Linked DNA regions of Sus scrofa: region 1 is linked to region 2. The links are chromatin contacts, called in public HiChIP or PLAC-seq maps. All regions are on one chromosome and are shown on one strand. The core of a region is the stretch at or near the end of the contact, and the rest is flanking DNA. Distances in the headings are between cores, read along the strand shown. Region 1 holds the start of C6H1orf122. Region 2 holds the start of DNALI1 (axonemal dynein light intermediate polypeptide 1).

Evidence for each region. HiChIP or PLAC-seq counts read pairs in DNA pulled down with a chosen protein or histone mark.
Region 1: an H3K27ac HiChIP or PLAC-seq map of alveolar macrophages shows a contact between it and region 2. The contact joins the promoter of C6H1orf122 here to the promoter of DNALI1 in region 2. A contact is called at or near these places in 2 of 5 promoter capture datasets (fetal liver and liver), 3 of 47 Hi-C or Micro-C datasets (embryonic fibroblasts and retroperitoneal adipose tissue) and 1 of 2 datasets of contacts at active chromatin or transcription factors (alveolar macrophages).

Annotation. Positions count from the first base shown.
Region 1 is chr6:93,832,352-93,835,051 of Sscrofa11.1, reverse strand. C6H1orf122 reads right to left here and starts at 1,286. Exons shown (of 3, transcript XM_021095979.1): 1 at 1,149-1,286; 2 at 857-1,058; 3 at 127-604. The coding sequence starts at 1,183. The coding sequence ends at 509. YRDC (yrdC domain-containing protein, mitochondrial) reads left to right here and starts at 1,276. Exons shown (of 5, transcript XM_021095978.1): 1 at 1,276-1,800; 2 at 2,343-2,457; 3 at 2,578-2,697. The coding sequence starts at 1,409.
Region 2 is chr6:93,610,764-93,613,584 of Sscrofa11.1, reverse strand. It overlaps DNALI1 (axonemal dynein light intermediate polypeptide 1), which reads right to left and starts at 1,322. Exons shown (of 7, transcript XM_003361926.3): 1 at 616-1,322; 2 at 500-614. The coding sequence starts at 644. It overlaps SNIP1 (smad nuclear-interacting protein 1), which reads left to right and starts at 1,416. Exons shown (of 4, transcript XM_021095969.1): 1 at 1,416-1,732. The coding sequence starts at 1,509.

The DNA of each region.
Region 1 (2,700 bases), core at 37-2,536, 220 kb before region 2:
ACCTGGTAGTATCTGTGGCATTTTTTTCCCATCCCTGCCCATGGTTGTCCATTTTCAACCGCTTCCCCCCATCCCCAGGCATCAAAGTCTTAGACAGGGGACAGAAAGGAAAAGGTCGGTCACCAGGAGAGTCTGCAGGTTTCCTTTTAATCAAGGCTCTGCTAAAAGTGTTTCCTGGGGCTAAGAGCCCCCAAAGCATGAAATGGACATGTAACACCACCTGGATCCCACAAAGCAGGCCAGACCACTCTGGCAAGCACTGCTGGCCTGCCCAAATCCGGATAATCAGACTGGGTATTCGCTGGCTACATTTCAAAGCTCAGCACTGCCTTCGGCCAGGATGAAGTGGGAGTGAACCCAGCTGCCAGCAGAGCTGCCACCCCAGGCTGAGAGCCAAATACCAGCCACTGCCAGTGAAGACTGGCCCCTTTATTGAAAGGGAGTTGTTCAGAGTCCAGCCACCAGCCCCGGGGAGGGAGAGAAGTCAGGGCGCCCCGCTCGGAGATGGTCAGGGCTCCGCAGCTCCATCGCCAGCATCCTTTGGAAAGCCACCTCTGGTGGAGACAGCTGGCTGGGAGGGCGCTCCAGGTTTGGCTGAGACGTTCTGATTGGAACAGGTTGGGGGGGGGAAAAAAAAGTGAGGCTGGGAAGAAAGGCCCTGGATTAGGCCCCCGCAAGAGATGGCCACTTGGCATCTGGATAGCACTTAACTTTTTCAAAGCCTCTCATCCAGATGAAAGGCAGTGGGGGTAAAGCGGTGGGGACACTCTTCCACCCTCCAGGGAAAGCTAGGGCTAGCAAGTGCGGCCAGTGGGTAGTCCCCACCTCCCAGGCCCAGCCCGGGGTGGGCACTGACCCCGCCACCAGCCGGCTCCGGGCGCCGGCGGCCCAGCTGCCGCAGCATCTCCTCGCAGGCGGCGATGGTGTCCAGGAGCTGCCGCTGCCGCTGCTCCACCGCGTCCAGCAGCTGCTGGGCGCGCTCATCCCGGGGCGGCTGCGGGGGTGGCCTCCCGCCGAGCCCCAGCCCCGCCTTCCCACGGTCCACGCCGGCAGCCTCCCTGCCCGGGAGAGAGCGAGACAGACGGTCAGGGCCGGCGCTTGCGCGGGGTCAGAGCCCCTTCCCCCCTCCCCGACGGGCCCCCTCTCACCCCCGTGACCAGTCTGAGCCCGGGCCCCATTCCATCTCCGCCTGCGCGGCCCGACCACCGCCCCCCTTTCGGCCGCCCCCCCTCCCCAGCGCTGCGCCAGGGCTCCGCAAAGCTGCGCCCCGCCCCGTCCCCACCGGTCTCCTTCAATCCTCCTGGGGGTCGCGGTCCCTTTAAGTTGCCCGGCGCGGAGGTGGGGCCGAGCTTCTCGAACCGGAAGCTGAGTGGGCGCGTCACTTCCTCCCGGAAGTGGGTCTGGGCGGATGTCTCCGGCGCGTCCGTGCAGGGGGCTGAGGGCCGCGGTGGCTGCCAGCATGGGGTTGAGCGAGGGGCCGGCGGGCTCCGCCCGGAGCGGGCGTCTCCTCCGCCCGCCGAGCCCCGCTCCGGCAGCGCCGGGGGCCCGGCTGTTGCGGCTCCCAGGGAGCGGGGCCGTGCGGGCCGCAAGCCCGGAGCGCGCCGGCTGGACCGAGGCACTGCGGGCCGCCGTGGCCGAGCTGCGCGCCGGCGCCGTGGTGGCCGTTCCCACCGATACGCTGTACGGCCTGGCCTGCTCCGCGAGCTGCTCAGAAGCACTGGGCGCCGTGTACCTCGCCAAGGGCCGCAGCGAGACCAAGCCGCTGGCCGTATGCCTGGGCCGCGTGGCCGACGTCTACAGGTGAGGCCGCCCCGACCCGGCCCCGCTGGGGGCGGCACCGCGGGAGGGGTTTCCGGTGACAGGCTTGGGAGACTGAGGCGCAGAGAGCGGGAGGGGCTTGTCCATGCTCACCCAGGAATCCGGAACTGGAAACGTGTGCGAAGCACTTGGCGTCTGCCAGCCTTAAACGAGCTCGGGGGCGCACCGATAATTGAGGCAGTAGGGGTCCCTATTCTGACGCTTTCGTGGTAATGGGGGGGGGGGACTGCCACGGTTTAAGAAAAAAGCGGGGGACCACATTGCTTAGTTTAATAGTGCCATGAAGAAAGTAAAACATGGAGCGTGAAAGCGCTGTAGCTCGGAGACGAGAGGCATGTGGGCTCCAAGCTTGGGATGCTCCACTGGTGCCCTACCTTCTGCTCAAATTCTTGGGGGCTTGAAGAAAAAAGACAGGTGGATCCCCTTGTAGTCGCTAGGGTCACCTTTTCTAGATCTCCCTAGAGTCTGGAATAGGACCAGCAGTGCCTTTCGTTTGGTTGGATTTGTGCCCACTTTGTTCCCAGGTACTGCCATGTGAGAGTACCTGAGGGGCTCCTGAACGACCTGTTGCCAGGACCAGTGACCCTGGTGATGGAACGCTCAGAAGAGCTCAACAAGGACCTGAACCCCTTCACTCCCGTGAGTCAGGTTCTCTTGTGTCCCCAGACTCTTGCCATTTGGCTTTTGCTAGGATCCAAGTCAGACCCATTGCCCACCCCTTCCAGCCTTTCTGATGATGCCCTTTCCCTTGCCTCAAAGCTTGTAGGCGTCCGGATTCCCGACCATGCCTTCATGCAGGATTTGGCCCAGGTGTTTGGGGGACCACTTGCCCTCACCAGCGCCAACCTCAGCTCCCAGGCCAGCTCTCTGAATGTCCAGGTG
Region 2 (2,821 bases), core at 73-2,572:
GACAGGAGGTGATTTAGACACTCAGCTCCACACACTTTGGCAGGCTTTCACCGGGTCACTCGCATACCTCTCCCCCATTCTCAGATCACTCTTCCTCATTAGAAGTTATGTTTCAGAGCTGAAGGAGGCCATGAAGAATCTCTGGTCCCACCCCAACTCAATGCTTCTATCTCCTTGTGCAGATGTTGCTCAGGCCTTTACTTTCTTACCTTTAGAGATGGGGCCAGTCACTATCAGATCTATCCTTGTACACTACCTGGATAGGGCAGGGAGCCCCATCCATCTCTCTGTGACTTTTTTTCCCATCCTAAATCTGCCCTTAGGATCACCCAACATCTGGGCTTCTTGTACCGCTCTCCCACCCTCCTTGCCTGGTCCTAATTCCCTTTATTCCCAGTCACTGCACCCTCTGTCCCTTGGGACTCCCAATCCTCAAGGCAGGGATCTGTCATTCCCCGTGGGAGTTTCCGAGCTCCCCCATCCTGAGACTCCTCCTTACTTTGGGACTCCGTTTCTCCGTGTTGCGGCTCACCAATACCGGGGTATCATACTTGAGCAGAGAGTCGGCGGGGGGGATCATGGCGGCGGCGAGGGTAGCAGCACAGCAGCGACCCTCCTGTCAGGGCAGTGTTTGCCGTCGCCATGGAAACGTCCTTGACATCCTCATGGCCTGGGCGGGGCTTCGAGGCGGGGCGGGGCCAGCAGCTCGAGAGTTTCTTTCTGCTCAACCTTCGAGGAAAGTTCTCCTGCGTTTAGCTTGTCAAGCCTCCTGCTCACCGGGATCGCCTTAGCACTCTTGGAAGCAGGGGAAACTTGAGTTCTGGATCCCTTCGCTGCGTCCAGCTCACGGTTTGAGTAAGGCGCAGATCACTTTCGCTGATCCTGGATTTTGTCACCCGCAAATGGAATCATTTGACTCCTCAGTGAAGGCTGAGGAAGATTCCCAGAGGAAGGCATTTAAAGTTCCCAGGTTTTAAAAAGAGTTTGCCTTTAATGGAGAAATGGCGACGATTTGCCCGGCCGACGATTTGCCCGGGCTACGATCTGTGATTGCATTTCCTTCTCTTCCCCTTTCCTTCGTATTTCCAAACGTAAATGTCATCACAGTCTGCGCACAATTTTGCATCTTGCTTCTTCCATTTAACAAGTCAGACTTTTTTCCATTTGTCGTATAGTTTGTAAATACCATTGCAAATGGTGACATAATCTCTTTTCTACTGCTGGATGTGTAGTTTGTCCCCATGTTTAGTAACTAGTAATAACGCGTCAACAAACAACCTTGAGAGGAGCTTTTTCCCCCCAATTTGTTTTTGAAACCTAAAACTCCCGCCCCACAGAGTCGGGTCCCTAAGGCCCCGCCCACTCGGGATTCTGATCGCGTTATCCGCCGCGAGGGTTTCTGGGAGAGCGCGCACCCGGAAGCGGAAGTCCAGGACTCAAGTCCGTCATTTCCTTCACGGAGAGGAGCGCGACGGTCCTGTTTTTCCTTGGCTCAGCCGTTTCACAGCATGAAGGAGGTGAAGAGCGAGCGGGAGCGGGGAAGTCGGCGAAGGCACCGGGACGGGGACATGGTGGCGGCGGCGACGGTGGTGGTGAAGCAGGAGCGCCTCAGCCCGGAATCCGCGCCTCCTGTCCATCGCCGTCCGGACTCCTCCGGCGGTAGCCCTTCCCCGCTGGCCGGCGAGTCAGGCCGCCCCGGTCACCGCGGGAACCGAGCTCGAGGAGGTAGCCGGTAAGTGGGAAGCAGCCTGGGGTAGACCTGAGGTCGGGCTTTTTGAGAAAGGGGGACAGGGCTGGCACCAGGAGCACACCTTGAATGCTGAGCGCGGCAGCTTGAATTAATCCTAAGGCGATAGAAGTGACCGGTTGTGAGTGTGTTAACGTTTACTCTGATACCTGTTACTTGCGTTATACCTGGGCGTTAAACGCCTAATGCCTGATGGGCAAGTTCTTGCTCCTTCATCTCTGTGTGCTCAGCATTTCTCCGAGTATGGTCCAGCTGATGACAATGATAGTTTATGTTGAAATGAAAGATTTTTCCCACCTGCCTCCAAATGGGGTTATTTTTTCAGTTATCTGCCCCAAGAAGTTTTCATATCCTGAGCCTAGGTGATCTGTCTGATATTCTGGGGGGAAATTGTCTTTTGCGAACAATTTATTCATTCATTCGACATAGTTTTGTCGAGTACTTATTATGTGCTAAAGACCTCATAGGTTATAAAATAATGTGGAAAATAGCTATGTACAATTTTTTAAAATATAAATGTATATGTGGAATTTGAATCAAACTGTAAAATTATACACAGATAAAACTGAAATAAAGAAAATAATGGGAGTTCCCATTGTACCTCAGCAGTAACGAACTGGACTAGTATTCTTGAGGACTATGAGGATGTAGAATTCATCCCTGGCCTCGATCAGTGGGTTCAGGATCCAGCGTTGCCATAAGCTGCATTGTAGGTCGAAGATGCGGCTCTGATCCTGTGTTGCTATGGCTGTGGCGTAGGCCAGCAGCTGTGGCTCTGATTTGACCCCTAGCCTGGGAACTTCCATATGCTAAGGGTGTGGCCCTAAAAAGACAAAAAAAAAAAAAAAAAAAAAAAGGAAGAAAGAAAGAAAAAGAAAAGAAAATATGAGGCAGGCAGGCAGGCCGTCCTGGGTATTGGGGTGGAAAGAATGAGCATGATAGATGATCTCTACCCTGGTGAAACTGAGATGCTCTAGCCCTGAGACAGAATAACAAGGAAATAAAGAAAATAATTTGTTAGTAACAAGTACTAGGGATAGGTTAAGACAGTAATGTCATAGAGAGTGGAGAGAA